Linked DNA regions of Mus musculus: region 1 is linked to region 2. The links are chromatin contacts, called in public Hi-C maps. All regions are on one chromosome and are shown on one strand. The core of a region is the stretch at or near the end of the contact, and the rest is flanking DNA. Distances in the headings are between cores, read along the strand shown. Region 1 holds the start of Tbc1d2b (TBC1 domain family, member 2B). Region 2 overlaps Tbc1d2b (TBC1 domain family, member 2B).

Evidence for each region. Hi-C and Micro-C count contacts between places; a contact is called where the count stands out from the background.
Region 1: a contact with region 2 is called in a Hi-C map of cerebral cortex, with 2.8 times the contacts expected there. The contact joins the promoter of Tbc1d2b here to the enhancer-like site in region 2. A contact is called at or near these places in 12 of 39 promoter capture datasets (the 3T3-L1 cell line, the HPC-7 cell line, cranial neural crest and 6 more), 1 of 15 datasets of contacts at CTCF or cohesin (CD8 T cells), 44 of 484 Hi-C or Micro-C datasets (CD4 T cells, CD4 single positive thymocytes, CD8 T cells and 29 more), 10 of 115 datasets of contacts at active chromatin or transcription factors (the HPC-7 cell line, bone marrow-derived dendritic cells, bone marrow-derived macrophages and 5 more) and 5 of 9 other capture datasets (adipose tissue, bone marrow-derived macrophages, embryonic stem cells and 2 more).

The regions. Positions count from the first base shown.
Region 1 is chr9:90,268,287-90,274,602 of GRCm38.p6, reverse strand. Tbc1d2b (TBC1 domain family, member 2B) reads left to right here and starts at 3,834. Exons shown (of 13, transcript NM_194334.2): 1 at 3,834-4,251. The coding sequence starts at 3,892.
Region 2 is chr9:90,223,791-90,230,509 of GRCm38.p6, reverse strand. It overlaps Tbc1d2b (TBC1 domain family, member 2B), which reads left to right. Exons shown (of 13, transcript NM_194334.2): 4 at 1,409-1,572; 5 at 2,936-3,180; 6 at 4,106-4,489. Among named protein-coding and RNA genes, the nearest start is that of Tbc1d2b, 44 kb to the left of the region's middle. Within about 2 kb of position 3,844, at least 26 of the 459 cell types and tissues checked have an H3K27ac peak or open chromatin away from gene starts, as enhancers often do. A contact at or near this core is called in adipose tissue, bone marrow-derived macrophages and cerebral cortex, where this site is marked.

The DNA of each region.
Region 1 (6,316 bases), core at 2,585-5,084, 44 kb before region 2:
TCTGACTCCACGTTCAAAATGAGAAAAACTGAAGCTATGTTTGTTTGGTTTGCACTTTATATAAACTTGTACAAAAGTGTCCAAATTGAATGTATAAAAAAAAAAAAAGAGGTGCAGAGATGAAATAAAACGGGGGAGGGGTGGGGACACATGAAATAAGTGGCAGCCTAGAGTGACCTTAGAGAATGGGTGGAGTAGAGGAATGGGCAGGGTCAAGTTGACTTTGAGTTGATTGCAAAGGCTTGGGCATTCCCCATTGCTCAGGGGAATCCAGACTTTCTGAGACCCCTGCCAGGATGGTTCTTTACATTCACACTGGGGGTCTCAGGCCTGTGCTTTCAGCCTCCTGAAAGAGCCACAGGTTGGCCTGGCCATAGCTAGGCAGGGAAAAAGTCAGCTTATCCCTTAGAGACTATAGGCTCAGTGTCCTGGTATGCTGGCTTTTGAGAGACTGGTGAACTAACTATGTATAAGAAAAATAGCAGTTGTGTTGGTAGATGCCTATAATTGCAGCACTTGGGAGGCAAAGGCAAAAACATAAGGTCTAGGCTAGCCTGGGCTTCATCAAGAGAAGCTGTCCTGCCCAGCAAAAGACAGAAAGAAAACAGGAATGTATCGACTTCAAAAATCCACAAAGAAGACCAAGATCAAAATTAAACATTGTGTCCATACCTTTACCCTCAAAAGGACACTTTAGACTTTTCTCTTTCAGTTCGGCCAGAATTGCCATGGAGACAAGGTAATGCTCAGCTGGAGAAACAGACCAACAGGTAAGACCACTCCATGCTCTTGCAGAAGACCAGGATTCTGTTCCCAGTACACACGTGGTGGCTCACAACCATCTGTAACTCCTGCAATACCCTCTTCTGAGGTCTGCCAGCACCAGGCACACACATGATACACACACACACACACACAGGCAGAACACTCATATGCATGAAATAACATAAACAAATCTCTTTTTAAAAATCAAAAAGGAAATTAAAATAACACAACTCATCATCATGAAATAACAAAATATTATGGGATGTTCCATAGAACTTTTTAATTTTCTATTCGTGTTTTCCTGGACATAACTACATGAACCAGGCACTTTCAGTGCCCACAGAGGGGGTTAGATCCCCTGGAATTGGAATTCCAGATGGTTGTGAGCCAGGTGGGTGCTGGGAATCAAATCTGGGGGCCCCTGTAAGAGCAGCAAGTGCGCAGAACCATTAAGCCAGTGGCTTTCAACCTGTGGGCCAGGGCCCTTTTGAAGGTCAACTGACCTTTTCACATGGGTCCTGCATTTTGAGAACCATAGCTCTAAGCCATTTCTCCAGCCCTAATCTTTGAACCTTTTTAGAGCCAAATTGTGTTGATATTTACTCTGGGACATGAGAACATTTCAGTGTGTTTCCTATGACATAAGGTAAAGTCTCCAAAAGGACGAAGGCAGGGCCCCGCAGCACCAAAGTGGCGTCCCAATTCCATCCAGTGTGAATGTGCAGGGAATTCAGACACAGCAGAGTCAGGCTGGGACCAGCCTGGGATCCCTTGCCCAGCACTGTCTGCCTGCTCCAGCCTGCCAGCCCAGCTAGCCTCCCAGGGTCCTTCCCTCTGCCCAAGAAGGACGTTATCTCTATATTTGCCAGACATCTATTTCCAAATGCCATCTGCAAAGTTTGAATCTGTCCTCTAGGACCGTAATCCAGTGGTAGCCCCGCTTTCTCACAGCCCACTGACTGAACTCAGACTGGCTGTATCCTTCTGCCTCACACATCATCTCACACATCATCGACACTGCCCAGGTCGACTCTTCCCAGCTCTTCCCCTTTCTGTAGCATTTCAAAGTCATACCCATCCTGATGGCCTTCTCCACAAGCCAATTAGTCATAGGCCCTTGGATCCACAGAGTGAGGCTCAGATTGAACTTGGTTCCCCTCACTCGCTGGAGCAACCCAGCTGGCACGAAGCACAAAGGACTCTAGCCTACTGCGCACATAGACCGGTAAGACTGACAGATTCCTCTCTCTGGATCTGCTTACGGAGGAAGAAGCAACACTAATGACAATAACAATGGCAGTAAACAAAAGACTGCCACAAAAGGAAGTTAAACAGCCTGATCTAAGCTTCAAATGGGCAGTCTACTTTGGTGTCCTTGTCTTTTCTGGGGTGTGTGCGCATGCGTGCACATGCGAGTGAGCGCTCCAGAAAGAGAGAGCGCACTCGCACATGCACGAATTTAAAATAAGCAAGAGGGGGTGCATAGGGTTGGAGAGATGGCTCTGCAGCTAGAAGCACTAGTCCCTCTTGAAGAGGTCTTGGATTTGGTTTTCAGAACCCACGTGGTAGCTCACCATTATCTGTAACTCCAGCTCTATGGGATCATGCACCCTCTTCTAGTGGTATATTTGATATGTCCTCACAAATATAACTAGAATGTCTACTTCTCTTTGGGAAAGGTGAGCTTTGTACTCATCCTTCCTTCGCCTGGAATGCTGTTCCCCTCCTCAGTCTCTAGTTACCGTTCCCCCTCCCATCTGACGTAGGTCTCTGCTCACTTCTTAAGATCTGCCTCCTCTGACCAACCTACAAAAGTAGCTTACCTTCATCTTCCTTTACAAACTCCATCCTTTTACTATGTTTTGTTTTGTTAAGCACTTAAAAACACCTTGTGAGGTTGTTCTGAGGGTTCAAATAAGTTGATACAGGAAGTACTAGGAAGCTGGGTGGGGCTAGCACATTCCTGTAATCCTACCACTTGGGAGGTGGAGGCAGGAAGATATCCAAGGCTCAGTGCCAGCCCAGGCTATGTGGAGAGAGCTTGTCTCAGTCCTACATTCCCGACACCCTCAAGTAATCACTGGCAAGTGATGTCTTATAGTTAGGGTCTCTATTGCTGTAATAAAGAACCATGACCAAAAGGCAGGAACCTGGAAGCAGGAACTATGGAGGACTGCTCCACACAGCTTGCCCTCTTATGACTCGCCCGTCACTGTTTCCCCAGCCTGCTTTCTTACTTCATCCAGGACCACCTGCTCAGGGGTGGCACGGTCCACAGTGGGCTGGACCCTCCCACATCAATCATCAATCAAGAAAATGCCTCCCAGACTTGCCAGCTTCCCCCCCCCCCCAATTAAAATTCCTTTTTCCCAAAGGACTATAGCTTGGGTCAAGACAACAAAACACTACCAGCACAGTGGTATTTTAAGCAACCATCCTTATTTCCAGGTCATAAGGGCATTTGTGCAGCAAAACAACTTCTATTTGTTTGCCTTTTAAAATGTGTGAATTATTGTTGTGCTTTATTAGAATATAATCTCCATGAGGCTAGGAAGTCACTGCCAAGTCTCCAGTGTGTGAATCCTACACAGAACGCCCTCCATAAATTTTTTTTCATTCAGTGAACAAACCAGGATGTAGAGAGGCAGTACATACTTTGGCTTCCATTCACAAACTCTACAAATATTTACCGAACACCCACTCTGTACCAGGCAACAGGCGCTCTCATTTTCGTAGTATGAGCCTATGACTGGCTGGACACGGATTTTAAAATCAAAGCTTATTCGGAGTTCAGGGCAGTGTTAAGTAGACTTTCCTTAGTTTTTTTTTAGAAACCCACTCGTGGAATCCACGCTCGCATAAAGAAACAGAACTTTTTCTCCCGGGATAGGGCGGACCTTGAATGCCCAAAAAAACAACTAGTAGAGGACGGGTGGAGCTAGCCTGGATCGCTAAAGAACCCAGGCTACCCACGCTGCGGGGGCGCGGCGGGGGCGGGACTACAAGTCCCAGGCTGCTCAGCGCGCCACGGCCCTGCGGAGGGCGCGGCGCGGGGAGGTGGGCGCTGCGGCGGCGGCCCGGAGGAGCGCGGGGCGGGAGCGCGGGCGCGGGCGCCGGCGGCAGGCCATGCCGGGGGCCGGGGACGGCGTGGAGGAGAGCTGCAGTGGTGGTGAGGGAGCGGTACCGGGAACAGGCTCGGAGGCTGGGGCGGTGGCGGGACGGGAGCCCTCGCGGCTGTGCGGCTACCTGCAGAAGCTGTCGGGCAAGGGCCCGTTGCGCGGCTACCGCAGCCGCTGGTTCGTGTTTGACTCGCGCCGCTGCTACCTCTACTACTTCAAGAGTCCCCAGGACGCTCTGCCGCTCGGCCACCTGGACATCGCCGACGCCTGCTTCAGCTACCAGGGCCGCGATGAGGCTGCGGAGCCCGGAGCAGATCCGCCCACACACTTCCAGGTGCACAGCGCCGGTGCAGTCACCGTGCTCAAGGTGGGACGATCGCGCCCCGGTGCCCACTCGTGTCCCGTCAGCAGATTTCCCCCTCCACCTTCCTTCCTTGTCCCAAAGGCCTCCTCCTGTCCTGCCCAAGCCTCTCTTTGCCACTGCCTACTCTGATTCCTTCCTCATTCTTATCTTTTTTTGCCCTTTACCTGTGCTTGGACTATGAGGCTGAGTCAGGGTTGGGGGTTACACAGCTAATCTTTTGACACTTTGACCCATTATCTCCCGATACGCCTTTCCTCGCTTCCCTCCTGTGTCCACGCTCACCATTCCTTGGATGCTGTGGGAGACCCTCCCACAGTTGCAGGCTTCCACCCTCCATCCCTGCCTAATTTATAACTCCTCCTGTGACCTTGGGTCCTCTGAAAGACCCCTCTGTGCTTCAGCTGCCTGCTCTGTAAAGTGGGGACAACAGTATTGGGATTAAGTGGTTTCCACTCTCAAGTGTTTAGTAAATATGGTACATTGAGTGCTATAGCCAGAGGCAAGTGATACCAGGGCCCCGGGAACTAATTTGCCACAGCCCCCTCTAGAGAGGTCGGGGTACTCCAGCAGTGCCCACTCTTGCTTCTTGGAAAAGGTGGGAGGGGTTGCTTCAGCTTATGGGAGGCTTCCTTAGGCTTCCCCAGAGAGATTTGAGTATTGGAGGCTTGGCAATGGTCACCAGTCCCGGGGCAGCATTTCCCTGTTGCTGAGAGTTCTAAAGGCCAGGACCTTGACATCTCCTAGGAATGGTCCTGTTTGGAGCACCCAAGGGCCTGGACCCCTGGCCTAGGGCTGGGCTGCCTCTCACTCTGGGCCTTGCTCCCCGCTTGGTTCCCTGAGTCTCCACCCTCCTTTTTCTGGCTTCTCTTCCGTCTTGCAAGCTGGGCTTTCTCCAGAGCCACAGGGCTGGGCTTGAAGCAGCAGCCCTCTCAAAGCTGGCCAAGTGGAGAGTGGCCTTGTGAGCATGCAACTGTTCCTGAGCTCTGCAGACCGTGCAGCAGCTGGAGCTGTTCCCTGAAGCCCTTTCTCAGAGCTTTGTCGACTCAGCAGAGTCTGACTGGGGGAACAGGGGTGGAGGGGGGGGGGATGCTGTGATGTTCCCCCCCACTAGCAGATGCATAAAATGTTTCTCTAAAGGAAGCCAAGCAGGCCTGCAGTTCAACTTGAGGTAACTCAGTGTCTGTGTAAACTTGGGACTGGCTCCCAGAGCGTCCACAGGGAGCTTTGTCAGAGGCAGATGCTTGCCCTCTGTGTACATGTGGACCCTGGTGAATTTCCGGTGGAATTGCCTGTGAAAAAAAGAAAACTGAGCTTCCTGTTTCAGATTCTCTCAGATAGCTTTAGAACTCTCTCCCTACCAGGTCTTTCATTTTTTAAAAGCATCTAAGCAGCGGCAGCATCTGCCTAAGTGAAGTTACAGTGCTTAATGGACGGCTTTGGACCTGGATAGATTTGAACTTGCAGCCTGAGTCATCAACCATGTGGATTGGACACATTTTATCACTTCTCTGTCTAGTTCCTGCTTTGGTCTAATAGGAATTTCACCCCTCCCCCGCCCCCACCCACCCACCCCCCCCTCCCCCCGCCCTGTGGATGGCAGCAAGGGCTCTAGGAAACATTACGGAAAAAGGCTGGCACGTTGTAAGCACTACCTGGCAGACATCTAAAACAGCAGGCACTGTCTTTGACCGAATATGTGGTATAGTCTGTTGAATTAAATATTAATTGGGGACTACTTAACAATAGTCATTCTGGTCATATAACAGAATGTTATGGGTAATAAACAGGAAATCAGAGTTGTATGTGTCAGTCTGTCTGTCACAAATGTAAAACTGAGCAAGGAATAAGTTACAGAAATGATACCTTTTATGTAAGGATTAAGAAGTTTATATGCAGTATCAACCTTAAGGATCTATGCTGTGCCCTGCAGGGAGTTGGGAAGCTACGTCATAGAGACAAGCCCTGGTTTCAGGGTGGTAGATAACTCTGATAGGAAGATAGGATTATGGAAGGGGATGGATATTCTAGGGCTTCTACTCTGGCTCTGCAAGGCATTTCACCTGAGACT
Region 2 (6,719 bases), core at 2,595-5,094:
ACAAGAAAATCTTAAGTCCAACTTTACAAGTTAGAAAACTGCGTGTATTTTTATTTTTCTTTCTTCCTTTTTTAAAATTTACTTTTCTCGTCTCTTGATCATTTTTAAATTGAGTTGTTTATTCATCTTATTGAACTTTAAGCATTCTTAAATATCCTGAATATGAGCCTTTTGTCAGGTATATATTTTGCAAATATTTTCCAAAGGAGAAAGGTTTTCATAAACTCAGTTTTTCTCATCTTGTCTTATAGATTGTACTTTTCAAGTTCTCTTTAAGAAGTCTGTGTAATGTGGAGCTGTGGAGATGGCTTAGGGAGGAAGTATACTTGACTTGAGTTTGGACCCAAGAGACCCGTGTAGAAAGCTAGATATGTGTCTGTAACCCCAGCACTGGGGAGCTGGAGAGAGGCTGATCTTTGCAGTTCATTGCCTAGCCTAGCAAAGTAGGTGAGCCTTGGGTTCAGAGAGAAACCCTGTCTCAAAACATAAGCTGAGCAGTGTGTGATTGAGGCAGATACCTAAAGTTGGCCTGTGGCCTAGACATGCTTGTGTGCACACATACATATGCATGCACATACACATACATATGCATGCACACACACATACATATGCATGCATATACATACAAAAGGAGAAGAAAGTCTAAACGTCAAAAGCACTTTCTCCTTTATTTTCATCTAGAAGTTTTGTGTTTTGGTGGGGCGTGTTTTGTTTTTAATTTGAAATAGGATTTCACTGTATAGCCCAGACTGGCCTGGAACTTAGGAACCTTCTGCCTGGCTTCCTAAGTGCTGGGATCACAGGAGTATACCACAACAACCTGCCTCTATGGTATATTTTGAACTAGTTTGTATGTGTGCTGTGAGGTAAGATTCAAGTTTATTTTTTCCTATATATAACCAGTTCTTATAGTCACACTTCCCCACTAGATTCTCTTTACATTCTTGCGGACAGTCAGGCGACCATCAGTGCAAGGAGTGGTTAACATGGATAATGCAGTCTGTGTTGTGGTGTCTCTTAGGAATGCTGGCATCTTGAGAAAGGCAGTTCTAGGAATCTATTCACTGATGACAGTATAAAGTCCAATGTGGAGCACCCAGCTTCAGAATAGCTAGTGTAACCTACAGAAGTCCCCTGCGATGCATAGGCTTTGGGTCTGGTTAATCATAATGTGTGATTTTTTTTTAAATAAGGTTTTTTCGGGGGTGGGGGGTGTTTTTTAAGAAATTCTTGAATTTAACTTTGCATTGCTACTTCCTGAGATACTAGTATCGGTGTATACTCATACTGGCAATGCATATTTTCTCATTTTCTGTATTTTTACCAACATTTGGTATTATCAGATCTCCATTTTTACCAGTCCTATATACAGCCGTGTTTTGCTCTGCCCTTTCTTGTTTTTAAATAGAAATTCAATGTCATCATTCCGTCCTGGGAGAGGGCACAGTGAGAGTCGCAGGACCGTGTTTTACACCAATGAAGAGTGGGAACTTCTAGACCCGCCTCCTAAGGACCTGGAGGAGTCCCTGGTACCAGAAGAGAGGAAGAAGCCGATGCCTGAGGGCAGTAAAGGTGTGTGTGTTCCTGTGCCCTGTTGCTCTCTCTGCCCCTGGGATAGAGGAGACTCTTGACTGGCAAGTCCCTAGAAGCATAAAGCATAGGCCCTTGTGTTATAGGAGGGGGATGGTGATAGGGGTGTGGGCAATGATTCTTAAAGGTTTGTAAAGGGCTGCAAGAAACAGATGTCCAAGCAGCTACAAACCTCCTCCGGGAGATTTGATATGTTATGCCTCTGTGCATCACAGAGGTGCTGCCTGAAGAAACTTTGTACTTATTAAGCCAGGCATTATGTCATATACCTGTAGTTCTGGGGCCAGGGAGGTCGAAACAGGAGGATTGCATGTCTCAGAAACATACACACACACACACACACACACACACACACACACACACACCATCTTTATTTACAGAAATTTGATAAGTACTCCAAAAAAAGAGAACATAGTATCATAGATTCTGGAGAAGTGGTTAGATTAGTTGTATTCCTATTACTGTAACAGGTAGCTGAGGGAAGCCATCTTATGTAGAGAAACGGTTTATTTTGGTTCATAGTCGTAGAGATTTTATTCTATGACCACCTGAACCCATTGCTTTGTGCCTGTAGAAGTGCATCATTGTGGGACTGTGTGGCCAGAAAGCAAAAGAGAGAAGGCAGCCCGGGGTACCACTGTCTAAAAGACTTCATATTAAGCTTTCATCAGTACCAGCAAGCTGCTGGCTTAAGGCATTAACACATGGGCCTTTGGGAGACATGCTAGATCCAAACAAGGCCCCAAGTCCGAAAGCACTTGTGCACTTGTGCCTCTGTGAGCTGTCACATATCAGGCACACCAGGCCTCCAGTGCCACCTGGGTGCCAGGTACTGCCACCCACCCAGTCTTCCAGTCTCTGCGTGACCCCAGGGAGCCACCGATGCCTTTGTCTCCCCTAGCTTTAAATAATCAAAAGGCCGTAGTACTTTTGTGCCTCAAGCTTGTGTTTTTGAGTGTACATTTGAATTATTTGGGTCAACTTATACATAAAGTCTCACTTTAAAAAGTGTATTTAGACTTTTAAAAAATCCATTTTGTTTTTGTTTTTAGCCAAAAACAAATGTAAAAGTAAGAAGCCAGGGCTTGCCTGGTGCGCCTCAGTTGTCTTCGTGATACTCATACTATAGTCTTCTGTAAAGAGTGGTCCAGCAAAGACTCTGCAGCTTTAGACCTCTCGGGGCTTCTGTACAGTGAAGCAGGACAAGGAGACATGTCCAGCTGCCCTGCTTTCTGCATGGGTTGATGAGTCCACAACCCTCAGGATGATGTGTAAGAATACCAGAAGGTTTGACATGCTCAAAAAAAAAAAAAAAAAAAAAAAAACTTCTTATTTTTAAATATAGGAGTCGCTAGTTCAGGATTCCCCTTTGAATTTGGACGGAACCCTTACAAAGGAAAGCGCCCCTTGAAAGATATAATTGGGTCATACAAAAACCGCCACAGCAGTAGTGATCCTTTGCTCGAGGGAACGGCGACATCATCAGGCAGCAGCGGAGGTCCCACTAAGCCAGTCCCCGAAATGCAGCTGCAGATTCAAAGCCAGCAGGAGGAGCTGGAGCAACTCAAGAAGGACCTATCCAGTCAGAAGGTAACTGTCGCTTGATTTCTGTGTGCCCTCGGTGGGCCAGAGACTCAGGAGCCCTTCCCTGAGGCTCATGCTCTTGGGCTGCCATCCTGTGCCCTGAGCTATGCCCGTGTTTATTCAATGACCCTAGACCATGACCCTAGACAGGTTACAAGGTGCTCCTCTCAGTACCCACGCCCGGTTTCTCAGACTCGAGTTCCCTCAACTTTGCACATCCCGTCAGACAATTTTTCCAAACTGGTAAGAATTCCTTCTACCTAATTGCTAGGCAGCACAGTAACCCATAAAGCTTGGCCCCTCCCCCTTTTAATTTTATTTTTAGCTATATGTATGAGTATGTAACTGTAGGCATCCACAGAAGCCAGAAACCAATGTCCGATTCAGTGAACCTCCCAGTGTGGGTTCTGGGAATCAAGCTCAAGTCCTCTGCAAGAGCAATGTGTGCTCTTAACTGCTGAGTCATCTTCCTACCCTGCCCCTCCCCATTCCCCCCCCACACATATACACTTCTATTTATTCATTTATTTTTGAGACAGCATCTCACTGTGTCATCTAGGCTGCCCTGGAGCAGTTGATCCCCCTGCTCCCGCACTGGAGTTATAGGCATGTGCCACCACGCAGTACTTCACAGATCCCTTAGCGCCGATAAGCATGTGCCAGGAACCATTGCTAATTACAGCACGCACATCCATTATTTCCCGTTTCCTATTATTGTTCTCTTCAGGCTGTATTTGTGGAGTACATTTTTTCCCCTCTCTATTTTTGAGATCTTTCAAGAGGAAGTTCAACATTAAAATGTTTCCAGTGGAGTTTATTTCTGCATTTCCTCAGATTCCAGTGACTGCTTATATAACACTCATGATTTCTGCTTTTCTCCCCCACACCCCAGCTTTCTTACCGTTCACCTCATTGTCTTCTTGGCTCCTAGGAGCTCATTCGGCTGCTCCAGCAGACAGTCCGGTCATCCCAATATGACAAGTATTTCACGAACCCCCAGATCAGCCAGGGGGTCCCCGGGGACACACTGGAGCTCCTGCACCAGAAGGACGAGCAGATCCTGGGCCTCAGCGGCCAGCTGGAGAGGTTCGGCCTGGAGAAGGAAAGCCTCCAGCAGGAAGTGAGGACGCTGAAGAGCAAGGTGGGCGAGCTCAACGAGCGGCTCGGCATGCTGATGGAGACCATCCAGGCCAAGGACGAGGTCATCATCAAGCTCAGCGCCTGTGAGGGCAGCGTGTCATCACCCACCCTGGGGCCCAGCTCTCCTTTGGCCATCCCAGCCAGCAAGGACCAGCTGGAGCTGGACAGGCTAAAAGTAAGGGCAGACTGTGGGCTGGCTTTCTGGATAGACATTGCAAACACATTGCAAACTCAGTTAGTTCCGTCCTTAGTTCCATACCCGCTGACCCCTAGAGGTCTGGTTGTAACGGGCTGGTCTAGTAAGGGCAGAGCTGGGGAGGAGGGGCAGAACTTTATGCTCAAATCCCAGGCATGTTCAGGAACTGCCTTGAGTACGTCCAACACCCTTGCTATTGCTGTCATCACCTGGGACACTTTCAGTTCTTCCTGTCCCTGGCACAGAAAAAGCTGAAACACGCCTCCCCTCTGAATTTCCCACCTTCAAGGAGGTTGTCAGTTTCCCCTCTGTGCACATAAAGACAAACACAGACTTAATTTGTATAGCCTCCCACAGGCCTGGGTAGGCAAGCATCCTCTGGGACACTGGGCATCAGGTAGAGCCCAACCGACTCCAGCAGACCCCAGTATGTCTACCACCCCCAGTAGTTCCATGCAGCCACTGGTTCTAGGTGTTTGCATTCCAAGTGGAGTTTACCCTTGAAGAGTCCAGGTGTGTTCGCGTTGAGATCATGATAGAGCGTGTGCTTCATGGCTTCTAGCACCTTTCATTTGCCAGCAGTGAGCTGAGTGAGTGCTCACAGGCTGGGGACTGCAGAGTTGTGAACACTGAGACAGTGGCTGCAGGGCTGGGATGTGTGGGTGGGCCATTTTAGTGACAACACAAAGCCAGCATGGTGTCTTTATTTTTGTATGTCTGTAGCGTGTGCATGCGTATACTCATGCATGTGGAAGCTGGGTATTGGTACTCTTCTTCATACTGTTCCACGTTACTTTTTGAGACAAAGTCTTAACCCAGAGCTTACTAGTTAACCCGGGAACCCCAGGGACCCTCCTGCCTCCGCACTCCCTGCACAAGGGTTATAGAAGTACCATCGCACAGGCTTTTACGTGGGTGATGGGAAACCGGACTTAAGTCCGCATCCTTGTGCAGCATCGACCGTACCACCTAAGCCCTCCCCACAGCTCCCAGTCGGATTGATTAGTGAGAAACCAAAACACCTCTTACTATGCCATATTTATATCTACTATAAAACAGCCTTTATTTTATTTATTTATATTTTGAGACAAAGTTTCATGCTGTAGTTTATGCTGACCCAGAAATCACTGTAGCCCAGGTTGGCCTCAAACTCAAGTCAACCCTTTGTCCCCATGTCCGGGGTACTGAGATTCCCAGGTGTGAGTTACCACGCTTGGATGCTTGTTATTTGTTTTTGTTTTATTTTTCTTTTTACAAGAGCTCTTAGTGCTGCCTATAGAAGGCAGTTAGTTTATATACTCAAACCTTCCTAGTTCTTCCGTGTCTTATCAGGACACACTACAGCCTCAAGAAAGTTCAGTCTGGAGGCGGGGGAGTATCCAGAAAAGTCTGTAGAAATGGTCAGGGCCAGAGGGAGGACGTGGTTACAAAAGATGGAATTTATAAGGCATCTTCACCAACCACAGCCTTAAAGATGGTTGGCTCTCCTTCATCTTTATTTAGAAGCCTCCTTGACTTATCACGAGGATGATCTAAGGGGTGTGTGAACTTGTTTTCAGGGCATTTTACATGAACACTCTTCCCTGCTCAGCCACACCTTCCTTCTAGTAGAACAGGGGAAAACTTGTGACCACAGGAGCCTGAGGCAAGCCAGACCTCTGAGTTCAAAGCCAGACTGGTCCACATAGTGAGTTCCAGGACAGCCAAAGTTACATAATAGATCCTGTCTTTACCAGAAAGAAAGATAGGAAGAAAGGAAGGAGGGGAAAAAAAGAAAACCTTTGTCTCCAACCTTTACATTCTCTAAATACAAAATAAATGTTGCAGAAGTAAACAGTTGGCCAATCCAGTGAAGTGCCGACTGTGTTCTTGATAATTTGGGAGGCGGTGCTGGGGTCTGGACCCAGGGCCTTGTATCTGATAGGCAGATACTTTACCACTGACCTCCACCCTCTGTCCTAATGTCCTCCTTCAGCTTTCCCACAGTTTGAGTGCTCTCCAAAGTCCCTGATGCACCACAGATCATAGTGTTCATCATTGCATGCCTTTCTTAATTAAGGGCTTTTGCATATTTTTATAGTCTTTTAAAAATAGAACTATATAAGTAAAAATGAGAACCTACTTAGAATACAGTCAGTGTCTCTGGTTTAAAATAATATTAAATGACTGCTTTTTCTCATCAACGACTGTGTGACTGGAGTTAGAAAGT